Linked DNA regions of Mus musculus: region 2 is linked to region 1. The links are chromatin contacts, called in public HiChIP or PLAC-seq maps. All regions are on one chromosome and are shown on one strand. Each heading gives the region's core, a stretch centred on a gene start, on an enhancer-like site or on the middle of the called end of the contact. The rest is flanking DNA. Distances are from core to core; before and after follow the strand shown. Region 1 has its middle 31 kb from the start of 2210414B05Rik. Region 2 has its middle 15 kb from the start of Chchd7.

Evidence for each region. HiChIP or PLAC-seq counts read pairs in DNA pulled down with a chosen protein or histone mark.
Region 2: a contact with region 1 is called in an H3K27ac HiChIP or PLAC-seq map of large pre-B cells, with 4 times the contacts expected there. The contact joins two enhancer-like sites. A contact is called at or near these places in 5 of 39 promoter capture datasets (the HPC-7 cell line, cranial neural crest, maxillary cranial neural crest and 2 more), 1 of 15 datasets of contacts at CTCF or cohesin (stem cell-derived epiblast-like cells), 3 of 484 Hi-C or Micro-C datasets (the Ba/F3 cell line, myeloid progenitors and nephron progenitors), 2 of 115 datasets of contacts at active chromatin or transcription factors (bone marrow-derived macrophages and large pre-B cells) and 2 of 9 other capture datasets (adipose tissue and liver).

What each region holds. Positions count from the first base shown.
Region 1 is chr4:3,622,771-3,628,661 of GRCm38.p6, forward strand. No RefSeq gene overlaps it. Among named protein-coding and RNA genes, the nearest start is that of 2210414B05Rik, 31 kb to the right of the region's middle. Within about 2 kb of position 4,126, at least 100 of the 459 cell types and tissues checked have an H3K27ac peak or open chromatin away from gene starts, as enhancers often do. A contact at or near this core is called in the Ba/F3 cell line, the HPC-7 cell line, bone marrow-derived macrophages and 1 more, where this site is marked.
Region 2 is chr4:3,950,620-3,956,706 of GRCm38.p6, forward strand. It overlaps a transcript of Chchd7 not described here. Among named protein-coding and RNA genes, the nearest start is that of Chchd7, 15 kb to the left of the region's middle. Within about 2 kb of position 3,467, at least 78 of the 459 cell types and tissues checked have an H3K27ac peak or open chromatin away from gene starts, as enhancers often do. A contact at or near this core is called in the Ba/F3 cell line, the HPC-7 cell line, bone marrow-derived macrophages and 1 more, where this site is marked.

The DNA.
Region 1 (5,891 bases), core at 2,876-5,375:
ATGTCAACTTGACACAGCTGGAGTTATCACAGAGAATGCTTCAGTTGAGGAAATGCCTCCATGAGATCCATCTGTAAGGCATTTTCTCAATTAGTGATCAAGGGGGAAAGGCCCCTTGTGGGTGGGACCATCTCTGGGCTGGTAGTCTTGGGTTCTATAAAAGAGCAGGCTGAGCAAGCCAAGTGAAGCAAGCCAGTAAAGAACATCCCTCCATGGCCTCTGCATCAGCTCCTGCTTCCTGACCTGCTTGAGTTCCAGTCCTGACTTCCTTGGTGATGAACAACAGTATGGAAGTGTAAGCCGAATAAACCCTTTCCTCCCCAACTTGCTTCTTGGTCATGATGTTTGTGCAGGAATAGAAACCCTGACTAAGACACCAGGTTAACTGTGGGAGTGGGGTCTAGCCAGAATACCAGGAGCTTGGGGCATTGTCTATGTGATAGTCACAGGATTATGGAGCTGGGTCTCTGGAGTAAGCTTCACTCAACCAGAACACAGGTTGCCTTTCACGGTCCCACACTGTGTAACTGAGGTACCTGATTAGAGCATTCAAGAATAATGTTGGACTGCACAGTGGTCATCTCAGTTTGTGCTATCCAGTAGGAAATCCATAGGTTTCCTGATAAAAACCTAAAAAGTAAAACCAAGGGCTGGGGAGATGGTCTGCTATGCAGGAGGAACTGAATTTGACCCCCAGAACTTGGGTTTAAAAAAAAAAAAAAACCAGATGTGGTAGTGCACAGCCCTGTCTGTAGCCTCAGCCCTGCGACGCAGAGACAGACAGATGGCCTAGCCTACCTGAAGAGATCCAAATCAATAGGAAACTTTGTCTCAAAATAAAGTAAACGTCTTTCCTGAGGAATAAAACTGCCAATTGTCCTCTGGTCTACATGCATGCACACACACACACACACACACACACACACTAATAATAAATTAACATTATTAAAAGAAATTAATATATTTCATTACCAAAAAGATCATTTCAATATATATCCAAAACAAATAGCTTTTTCTCTTCAGTTTTTTTTTTTTTGGGGGGGGGGGAACAGGACCTCTGCACATAGCACTAATAGGCCTTGAACATACTTTGTCAACCAGACTAACCTTGAACTCAAAGAGATCCACTTGCTTCTGCCTCCAAACCTGGAATGAAGAGTCATGACTTTAATCCCTATATAGTAAGTTCAAGGCCAAGCAGGGCTACAAAGAGACCCAGTGTCAAAAAACACACAAACAAAACAAAACACAAACAAAAGCAAAAACTAACTAACCAACCAAAACCAAAACAAACAAATAAAGGAACATAAGACATACTCTACAGGACAGACCACATTCTGAACCATAGAGCTGAGCTCAGAGTTAAAGGGTGAAGCCCAGGGTGACTTTCCTCTTTTCAACAGTCTCACTCTATACTCCAGGCTCGACTAGAACTTACGATGTTCCTCTCTGGGATTCCCAAGTGCATGCAACCCCACCCTGGCTACTCTCTTGGGTATCTGCTGCAGAATTGATTAATTTTATTCTGTTCTCTGAAACTGACACTACATCTAATTTGTATCACCGGCCATTTAGTTACTCATGTGCTCCTTGCTAATGGCTCCCATACAGACATCTGGAGAACAAAATGAATAATGTAATAATAATGTAATAACAAAAACACTTTTTGGCACAGGACAGCCTTTGCTACATTACACTACAGCAGTGGTTCTCAACCTTCCTAATACTGTAACCCTTTAATAGATTTCCTCATGTTATGGCGACCTCCAACCATAAAGTATTTTGTTGCTACTTCATAACTCTATTTTGCTCCTGTTATTAATCATAATGTAAAATATCTTATATGCAGGATATTTGATATGGGACCCCTTGTTGAGAACCACTGCACTGAGTGTAAAGTGATGGGAATTGAAATTCCATTCTTAGGTAAGAGTGCCACTGGGCTGTAGATCAGAAGTAAAACATTAAGCTCACCTTCTATAGCATAGACAAGGAAATTTAAGTTGTCCTTCCACATGAGAACATGGAAGCCAGTCCTTGATAGTATGTCAAGAGTTTGAGAAATCCTAAAGTAGGTTTGTGACACCCTCAATTTATTTCACGTTACCTGTCCCAATCGAGTAAACCCATGATTCTTCACTTTCCCTGACAAAGAACAGTATGCCTGATGTGTAAAATAGCAAGTGTGTTGCTAAAGGTTGTGTTAAACTGTTGAAACTATCTCCTTTAGGGCTTGGGCTGGCATTTACTTAATCCATTCAGGTCTCTCCGGGCATCTTTGGAGCTTGATACATCAGAACTAGTGGAATACTCAGCCCCTGACAGCCCTGCTTCTCCCTAGCCCTCACAGCAAGGGCTACAGAATTGATTAATTCTATTCTGTTCTCTTCATTTAAATTGATTTTCTTTTTTTTATTACGTATTTTCCTCAATTACATTTCCAATGCTATCCCAAAAGTCCCCCACACCCTCCCCCCCCCCACTCCCCTACCCACCCATTCCCATTTTTTGGCCCTGGCGTTCCCCTGTACTGGGGCATATAAAGTTTGCCTGTCCAATGGGCATCTCTTTCCAGTGATTTTCTTTACATTGTGTTTCTAATAAATACACTGAAATACTTAGTCACTTTTACAAAGAAATGCTAGTATGCAAAAAGAAATCTTTTCTTCTCCCAAAATTAATATATATTAAATGCATAGGCTTATCAAGCATTCATGGTTCACAATTCCAATGAAAACAACCTTCAAATGTCAGTTTGTAACTCACGATGAACAGTGTAAGAATTGTCACCTCCAGGACTGGCCTGTTGAAGTAGAAACAGTTTTCTTTGGTCATGGGCTATCCTGTTATCAGTTCATCCTGTGTCATTTGTTAAGCAAAGCAGTAAACAAATAGAATGGAGACCTGTGGACAGCTCGCCTCCAGCACTGGCCTGAAGCCCAGGCAGCTGAGCAATACCCTGCGCTTCTGGTGCGTGGTTTGAGTTGAGTTCCCCCCCGTCAATTTCTATTGCTCCTTTGGTCACTGACTTGATCTACATAATCCTGTCTACTTGGCCTTTGCCCTTGATCTTGTCTGAATCACTCACCTTGTGTCTAACTCCAGAAAGTCTACCCTAAAGAAATATTTAAAGTGAAATGGATGCATATATCTGAAGATATTCAACATATATAAGGCAATTTTGAAAGCCAAATGATTCTCTGAGGAAGACTGGCCAAGCATATAATATCCAGTCGGTATATCAGTGTATGGACATTTTGTTTTTGTTTTGTGACCATTGAGACCATGGAAGCACATCTGTTTACAATGTGAACAGCTCCTAAGAATCTGCCTTATACTATGGTACATATGGCACTATCAGCTCTTTTTAAGGGACTGGATACATCTTCATGGTTAAATGGAGTATGATTGATGTCTGCCCCATCTCTCTAGAGCCAGTACATCTGAATTGTCCTGTGGACATCTTGTTCAACCTTGAGCGCCTACCTAAGACAGCCAAAGGAGTTGAAGAGGTTCCTCCGAGTTCTAGTCCAGTACTGCAGCCCTTGTGGCAGACTGTTGGTCTCTGTACCTCACTGCACAAACATGGATACCAATACTAGAAAATATGTTCTTTCTTGGAGTGGCCCCATGCTCTCACCTTGGAGAAAAAGTAAACGAGTTTGGCACAGTCGTCGTTCATCTCTCCAGAACTGAACTTTTTCAAAAAGCTTTCAAGATTTCTTGTTGTTCTTTTGCTCTTATGGTTTCTTCAGGGCTCCTTGTTGTTATTTTGAGACAACATTTCACTATGTAGGTGTTCTGGACTGGACTCAAACTTATGTAAGGGTCCTATCACTGAAGGAAGACCAAGTAGGCAAAAACAAATAGTGTTTATCCTGCAGAAACAACCAGCATGCGGGGGTCAGCCATTCTCTGAAATGGTGACCCCAGACAAAGGCACACAGGCCTTCTTATAGGGAATGGGGGCAGGGGAGGACTCTCTAGAAGGATTAGGTAATTGAAAATGTCATTGGTAGATGCTAGGAGGTCACGGGTGATCGGTAGTCTGCATTCCTATGTCATGAATGTTCAACCATGTGATGAAATAGGGCTGCCCAGCACAGATGGCGCATTCTGAGATAGTTCCCCATTTTTGTGGTTATCCCCAGGCTGTTCTTTGAGGAGGCATTTTATGATCTTGTTCTGGGTGTTATGGTCTGATCCTGAAGCTGGTGCCTTACGGCCTTTTAGGAAATCAGGCCTGGTCCTTAAATGGAGACAGATGATTTAACCTGCGGAGTTTGAAATCATCGTTACACAGCAACAGAAAACCAATACCATACCAGTTACGTGGCTTGAATAAAATAGGCCCCCAAAGCCTCATAAGGAGAGGCACTATTAGGAGATGTGGCCTTGTTTGAGGAAGTGTGTCACTATAGGGGTGGACCTTGAGGTCTCAGAAGTTCAAGTCTGGCCAGTGTGTCACAGTCTCTTTCTGTTGCCTACAGATCAAGATACAGAACTCTCAGCTCCTTCTCCAGCACTGTGTCTGCCTACATGCCACCATGCTTCTCTCCCTGATAATAGACTAAAACCTCTGAGCTGTAAGCCAATCCCAAGTAAATGTTTTCCTTTATAGGGTTTCCATAGCCATGCTGTCTCTTCATAGGAATAGAAACCGTAACTAAGACAACTTGATTGACCAAAACAAATTCTAGGTGAGGAGGTAGGGGACACAGATATGTATGCGTAAGTAAGTGTGCACGAGGAGGTGGGGGGCACGGATGTGTAAGTGTAAGTGAGTGCGAACGAGGAGGCGGAGGACACGGATGTGTATGCATAAGTGTGCACCCCTGTTTGCAAAGGTGCAGGCCGACATCAAGCCACAGCTATCTTCTCCCATTCCATCCAGCTTCGTTTTTTGACACAGGTCTCTTAGCAAGCCTGGAGTTTGCTGACGATGACTTGCTAGCCAGTGAGTACCTGGGACCTCCTTTCCCTGCTTGCCAGCACTGTCATAGCCTGGCTTTTACGTGGGTGCTAAGGAGCAAATTGGGTCTTCATGCTTACTCATCAAATACTATACCCATTGAACCATCTCTGTCAGTCCCAAATTCTTGGTTTTTCACTTTTGCTGGTATTTTACCAGTATAATTAATTGGTAAACAACTGACAAACCATCTTTCTCCACTGGGTTCACACTGATCGTTTGGTCACTCTCAACTCTGCCATCTGTTTCTACCATGCCTCCTAACTATGGGGGCTGTTCCCTACCCATCTTCCAGCTCCTTAGCAGCACCACTGCATTAAAACTTTCCAGCTGTATGGGTTTGTACTACATTGACTCAGCAGGAGGGAGACCTGCCTTCAAACCCCAGCATAAACAAACAAACAAACAAACAAGAACAGTCTTTTCAGGGCTAGAGAGATGGCTCAGTGACTAGGTTCTCCTCTCTCTTCCAGAGGACCTGAGTTTGGTTCCTAGCACCTGTGTCAGGTAGCTTACAAACACCTCTTAACTCCAGCTCCAGAGAATTCAGTGCCTCTGGACTCCACAGGTATTCAGTTGCAAATATGTGGGAGGTTGATCTGATACTGCTTATATTCAAATGATAAATTCAGTACCCCAAGACCTGGTTGCTCCAGTGTAGAGCATATATACTAGCTTTTGTTATATATACTTTGCCCCTCTCACCCTGCTTCTAAGTCATCCCTGATTGGTTAATAAAGATACAGCTTGGGCTGGCTAGAAGAGAGGGGGTGGAGTAAAGGTTCCCAGGCTTGGGGCTGGGCCAGGGACAAGGAGAAGAGGGGAGGAAGAAGATACCATGGGGAGGTGGATCATGAGTGCATGCCCGTGACCACAGCCAGCAGCTGGAGCAGAGAGGCCCCTGGAGAACGTGGCAAGC
Region 2 (6,087 bases), core at 2,217-4,716, 330 kb after region 1:
GAATTCTTTTGAGAAACTACCATGTTTGCAAAATCCTGGAAGCCATAAATGTTTAATATTTTTCTAGTATATGACAAATGACCAAATGTTTGTGTTTGGGGTTGGCTATAGTTTTTAGAATTGAGAAATGTACATATTCAAACAATGTCAAAGGACTGACAACTCAATGCAATAGATCTTTCTAGAAATAGCTAATGTCAAGATTTTTCAAGATTTCTTATTCGCAATCAGCATTATCAGTATATTTTCTTTGCACTAAAGGAACATCATAGTATATATGCTCCATTGTAGTTTGCTTTTTGCTTTTAACAGGCATAGTTTGGAATAATTTGAAACAGGTGGTAGCAATCATTTTGGGGCTTGTTATATTTTACTTGTAAGATAATTTCTAAGATTTGAATTTTTACATTAAAGATTTCTGTATTCCAAATTTTGTAGATACTGATAACTCAATTACCTTCTGAAAAGAAGCACAACAATTTAATTTTAACAATAAAGACTGTGTCTTTTCCTGGCATCTTCAGTCCCAACTTTAAAACTCTTTCATCTTTACCAATCATGTGAGTGAAACCAGAACAAATAAATACATTTCTTTTGTCCCTTTCTTTTAAGATCCTAGCTGAAAATTCATTAGAAGTCGCTGGCTGTCTTTAGGAAATTATCTCGTCATAATTCTTTTGTATACCCTTTTGCTTTTTGAATGTTAAATAATTTTCTGTACAGTGTTTTATGTTGCTATGTAATTAAATAGATTATTTTACTTATGGTGTTTGAAGTTTGAAAATACTGCCGGGTAGTGGTTGTGCATGCCTTTAATCCTCACATTCAGAAGGCAAAGGTAGGGAGATGTCTGTGAGTTCCATGCCATTCTGGTCTACAGAGCAAGTTCCGGGACAGTCAAAACTTCACAGAGAAACCCTGTCTCAGGGGGAAAAATACTAAATGACAAATACAAATACTGCTATCAGTCCAGTTTCCTCTACAACATCTGCCAAGTGCTTATGGTGTGCAGCATGCATATGGATGAACAACTTCTTGAGGTAGTTCACTGCGTGGCTGGAGGGTAAAAATAGCACTGTGGTAGGAATAACAAAAAACCAAGAGGGAAGCAGTCTACATAAGCACAGAGGGGCACACATCTATGTCATTTCGGGGGAATTCCTTACTAATGGAAGACACAGCATATGAAGGGAATTAGCACAAGAGGAAGAATGCTAGAATGTGTTCAGACTAACAAGAGCCTTGAGCATTGTGCTTGGTGCTCTATAGCTTGCTTTATATGTAAGAGAAAGCTAGATAGCGTTTTGAGACAAAAATTCAAATACAATTTGCATATAAAACATAATTCTGGAGGCAGACATATTATTATAGTGGCCCCAGATTCCCACAATGGATTTACCTGTTCTATAACACTGTTCCTGCTCTCTCTCTCTCTCTCTCTCTCTCTCTCTCTCTCTCTCTCTCTCTCTCTCTCTCTCTCCCCCCTCTCTCAAATGCAGCAGGTGAATCTTTCCAAAATGCAGAAATTGTTTCACTTAAAATCCCAAAGACCTACCTACCCTCTCAGGCTGATGCACTTCCCATGGTTTGCAATACTCTTGTGATCTGGAACATCAAGGGAGTGAATTGGAGGAAGTTACCCAGAACTCATGCCCACTGACCTTAGATTTTAGGCATGAGGCATGAGATTATTGACATCCCTTCCATACAGTGACATCTTGCTATTTTCATTCACCAGCACCAAGCATACCCTGTTTTCTGATCTTGAATGTCTACTCCGCTGCTCTCAGCTCTGCTATCTTCTCAGGCTCAGCTCTCAGATATGTGCTGAGCCTTTATGACAACCCTGGTCAGATTCACTGTGCTTTCTCATCATTTGTATACAGGCACTGTGGCATTTCCACTACTCTGCATAGCTGGGGGACACAACTATTCACTAAAATCAGGCAGTGGAGGACTCTAAATGTGATCTTTCACATTCTGCCTTCTGTTTTTTAAAGGAAGGACGAGGAATGGTATGCCTCACTTCAAACAGGAGAGGGGTGTGGTGATTTGATTTTTGTTCATAAAGACAACAGTTGCCAGTGATAGTTTTCAGTTTCAGGAGCCATTTCTGCTGTTGTCAGTGTTTCAGATGAACATCCTGCAACTGCATAGAGTTCTGTTTGTGAGTCATAGGCTGTGCTCAGATTGAGAAATTTGTAGGAGTTCTCAACAAATGGCTAGTTTTCCTTGTAAGAGCTGGATGGTGCTATCACACAGTGAGATGGTAGGTATGCACTGGATATGCACCTTCCTTTAGAAAAAACTGTGAAATCACATTTTAAAAAAGACTATTTTGGGGACTGAACTACTTGGGGCTTCAGTGGTGGAGTGCTTGTTTAGCACACACTGGACTGTAAAATGATCAGTCTACAAAGATCACCTAAGTCTACCCACTCAGCATCTCCTGTTTGAGACCACTTGGATTTCTCATTCAAGTCCTGAGAGTTTTCTTAAAGAAATAAAGAAAGTAAGGGTCATTTCAAAGCACATACCTGGGTACTGGTAGGAAAGAGGGCAAGCTACAAGCAAATTCAAACAAAGGGAAGAACAGAAAATGACAGAATGAGAGGGTAATTCAACCAGGTGCAGGGTAACTGGGCAAAGATGGCTATGCTGGCTTCTGAAACAGCCACAATGAAAGTAAAAAGCCAAATGTCCTGATTAATAACATAAGTATTACATGGCAAAGTGTGAAAAGAGCATTGTGTTTATGTGAGTTTTGGCTCTGCGCCCTATTATCTGGATCATCTGAATGAATTGTTTCACCCTTAAGCATCTTCTGTGTTTTGAAATTATAATTTAAAAAATTGGTTATAGTGACCATAAAGAAACCCATGAGTTGGGTGGGTAGATACTGATATTTGAGAGGCGTGTATTGAGACTGGATTATTCATCACTAAAAGCCACAGTGAACTTTAGGCCAGCCACCTAGTCCTTTCAAAAACCCCAACTATAAAAGATAACACTCTCTTGCATCTGCAGGAAAAGGCTGTCTGAAACCAAACAAAGTGCCCCTTTCCACACCTTCCCTCTTATTGTTCTACCATTTGGTCCATATTGCTGTCTCCTGAGAGTTTTTACTCCTGGACTACCACTGTCCTAGTTTCTTCATCCCCATCTGAAATCATCAGTAAGCAAGAGAAGCATACAAGAGTCCACTGGGCAGCAACTGAAGATTTCAAAAGGAGCTAGATGGAAGTGAGAATAAACAGTACTCCCCCCTCCCCACCAATGCTTAGGGCACAATTTACATAAAGAAGCTGACTGTTGCTTAGACTGTTCTGCTACCAACTAGAATTCTCCCTACTCTCTCCTCCCTTCCCTCCACTCCACTTTTCAATCAGTCCTTCATTCCCTTCAGAGAACCTCCTCTCACTTCCTCTGACTCTGCCTAGTCTAGCCTCATCTACTCTTCCTGAAACTTGAACTTTCTACACAAGGTTCACATTTCCATAATGCAGCATGGAGTACAGGTCTCCTTGACTCTGGGATTATGTGATGGTATAGCTCATTGTATCCTTGCAGTGCTCTGTACTTCTGGAAAGTGCAAAGGCAGAGACGACTGTGATACTTCATACTTTCATTTTCACTTCGTAAAACACTCTCAGAAACATAATTAATTACACTGAAAGTTGCATGTGCTCTGAGAAGTCAGCCTTCCTGGTTTGCAGATGTAAGACTGAGCCTTAGTGCATTCAAGTGACCTGCTCAGTAGACAAAGTTGCCAGTTTTCTTCCTCTGTGCTCCAGGCTGACCCTATTTCTTAGTGTCTATTCTGTTTTCCAAACCTCATAATTGCAGCTATTATCCAAATTCTCATTTATTTCACCAATTCGTACTTACCAAGTTTGTAAATCAGAGATTGTTAAAGTGAATGAGAGCTGCATACTCTGGGAGAAAGTTACACATTAAGAATATTCTAAATATTGTAGTGGGTTCACCCTTTTCATCCACTCTAGAAAATCTTTCAAAAAATGTATAGTACTTTGCACCCATCATTCTTGCCTTACCCTCTACTACTGCAAAAGCTATGAGAGGTGACTTTAGTGAGAGATGACAAAGTACTCTATGCCACAAAATAGCAAGAAAGAATAAGGCAAGAAGCCTGGATCACAGCCAAGTAGAAGATGTATTTTTCCTCCTGGATAAACGTGTTGGTTTGCCCTTTTCTTGTAGTAACGACTTCTGAAGAGGAAGTTCCTTGGGACGCTGCAGATCCTGGAGGGTGTTTTCAGTTTATAGGCTACACTTGGCAACCAGTGTCATCCCTGTCTGTTTCATTCACTTCAATATACATGTCCTTGTGGAACAGCATTCCAATCCCATGATGACTTCAGCAGAGGATTCTCACTGTGAAGAGTGTCTTTCACAACCCAAATAGACCACAGTTCTCCACCTCCTGGGAAAAACAAACTATATTATTATCATCACCACCAAAAACTCACACCAGCTTTCTTCTGCCACAGCGCAGTCATGGGTCTGTTCGCCTCCAATCTTGTGTAGCCTCCTGGCATTCCCTAAGATGAGTGTGTGGGTGACTGCCTCATTCAGTTACCTCTTCTGTCTCCAATTTTATTTCCTGCTCATTTAAAACTTTGCACTGGGGGGATGCATGAGAAGGTGTGGAAAGCTGAGAGGGGAAGGAATGTTCGTGAGGGAATTACACCTTCAGTGGTTGGAGGTGTGGCTAAGTTTATAATCCTGTTTTACTTCTAGCTCTGTGTGTGTGTGTGTGTGTGTGTGTGTGTGTGTGTGTGTGTGTGTGCGTGTGTGTGTGTAGGCTAGGTCAGCCTCAGGAACACTACCTTCTGTGAGACAGAGTCTCTCATAGTCCTGAAGCTTATCTGTTAGCTAAATTGGCTGTCTAGTGACCTTCAGAAATTCTCTTGTTGCTGCCTTTCTAGTGTGTTACTGCATTTGGCATCTTATTTGAGTTCTTGGGATCAAACTTAAGTCCTTACACTTTTGAGGCAAGATCTAGTTTGACTACATTATATCTCCTCAGCCTTGGATAATTTTCTGAAGCTTAGAAGTCTTGTGTGTTCTGCATCTATAAAATGCCAGCACTAGAGAGTGCATTTTTATAGGAGTAAGATAAGGTGTATGAAAGATCAGCATGATGACTGGGATGTACAAGGCACCAATAACAGTTTACTATTGTTCTCTAGTCCTCTCTTTTGAGTAGAGGTAGAGTGAAGAAAGGCTCTTGGAATCCCCTTTAAGTAATGTGGTTTAAGTCTGGAAAAGAGGAGGCTTATATTTGGATACTTACTGGAATAACAGGTCAATTATAACTCATCCATGTTGTTGACCTTCAAGCATCCTTGTCTGAAGTAAGAATTCTTTGGTACTATGTGATTAAATGACTATTATTCTTACTGTAGGGTCTGGTTCTGTCTAAGGACAGGGCTGGCTGAGTGTGTATGGCTTTGCAACTCAGCAGTCTTCAAGAGGGCATAGAAGCATATTTATAAAGATAATCAGAACAGTATGGCAGTATGTTTGGATAGTAACTTTGCTCTAGAAACATTTACAACATTAAGATTCTTAGCACATCTGTACCAACTAAAATTATGAATGAAATGGGTTTGCTTAGAACCCCCCAGCCCCCAAAAAAGAGAAGTGAATAGTAAAACTGGGAGATATGGAGCACTGGGAAGAGCATCATTACAATGGGCCAGGAAATAAGCTTGTTTAAATGAAAAGGCCCAAATAATGGGGAAGGTGACATGGAAATCAGGAGGCAAACAAAGAGAGAAGAGACGACAATGTTTAACTTAAAACCCAGCAACGATTTGACCTTACAGATAGAGAAAACACCAAGAAAAAACATTCAAGATGTGCCTTATGTGAATACTAAAACATCCATTGATGTAATTAATCAATTTTGATTCCTTATCTGCTATCTGCTATATGGTCTGTTGAAATATAGATTCATTTCTAAACAAAACAAACAAAATCTCTGCACACATAAACTTATATGATGGCGGAGAGAGACACAATTCACAACAAACCCAAGAAATAAGCTAGGCAGCATAGCAG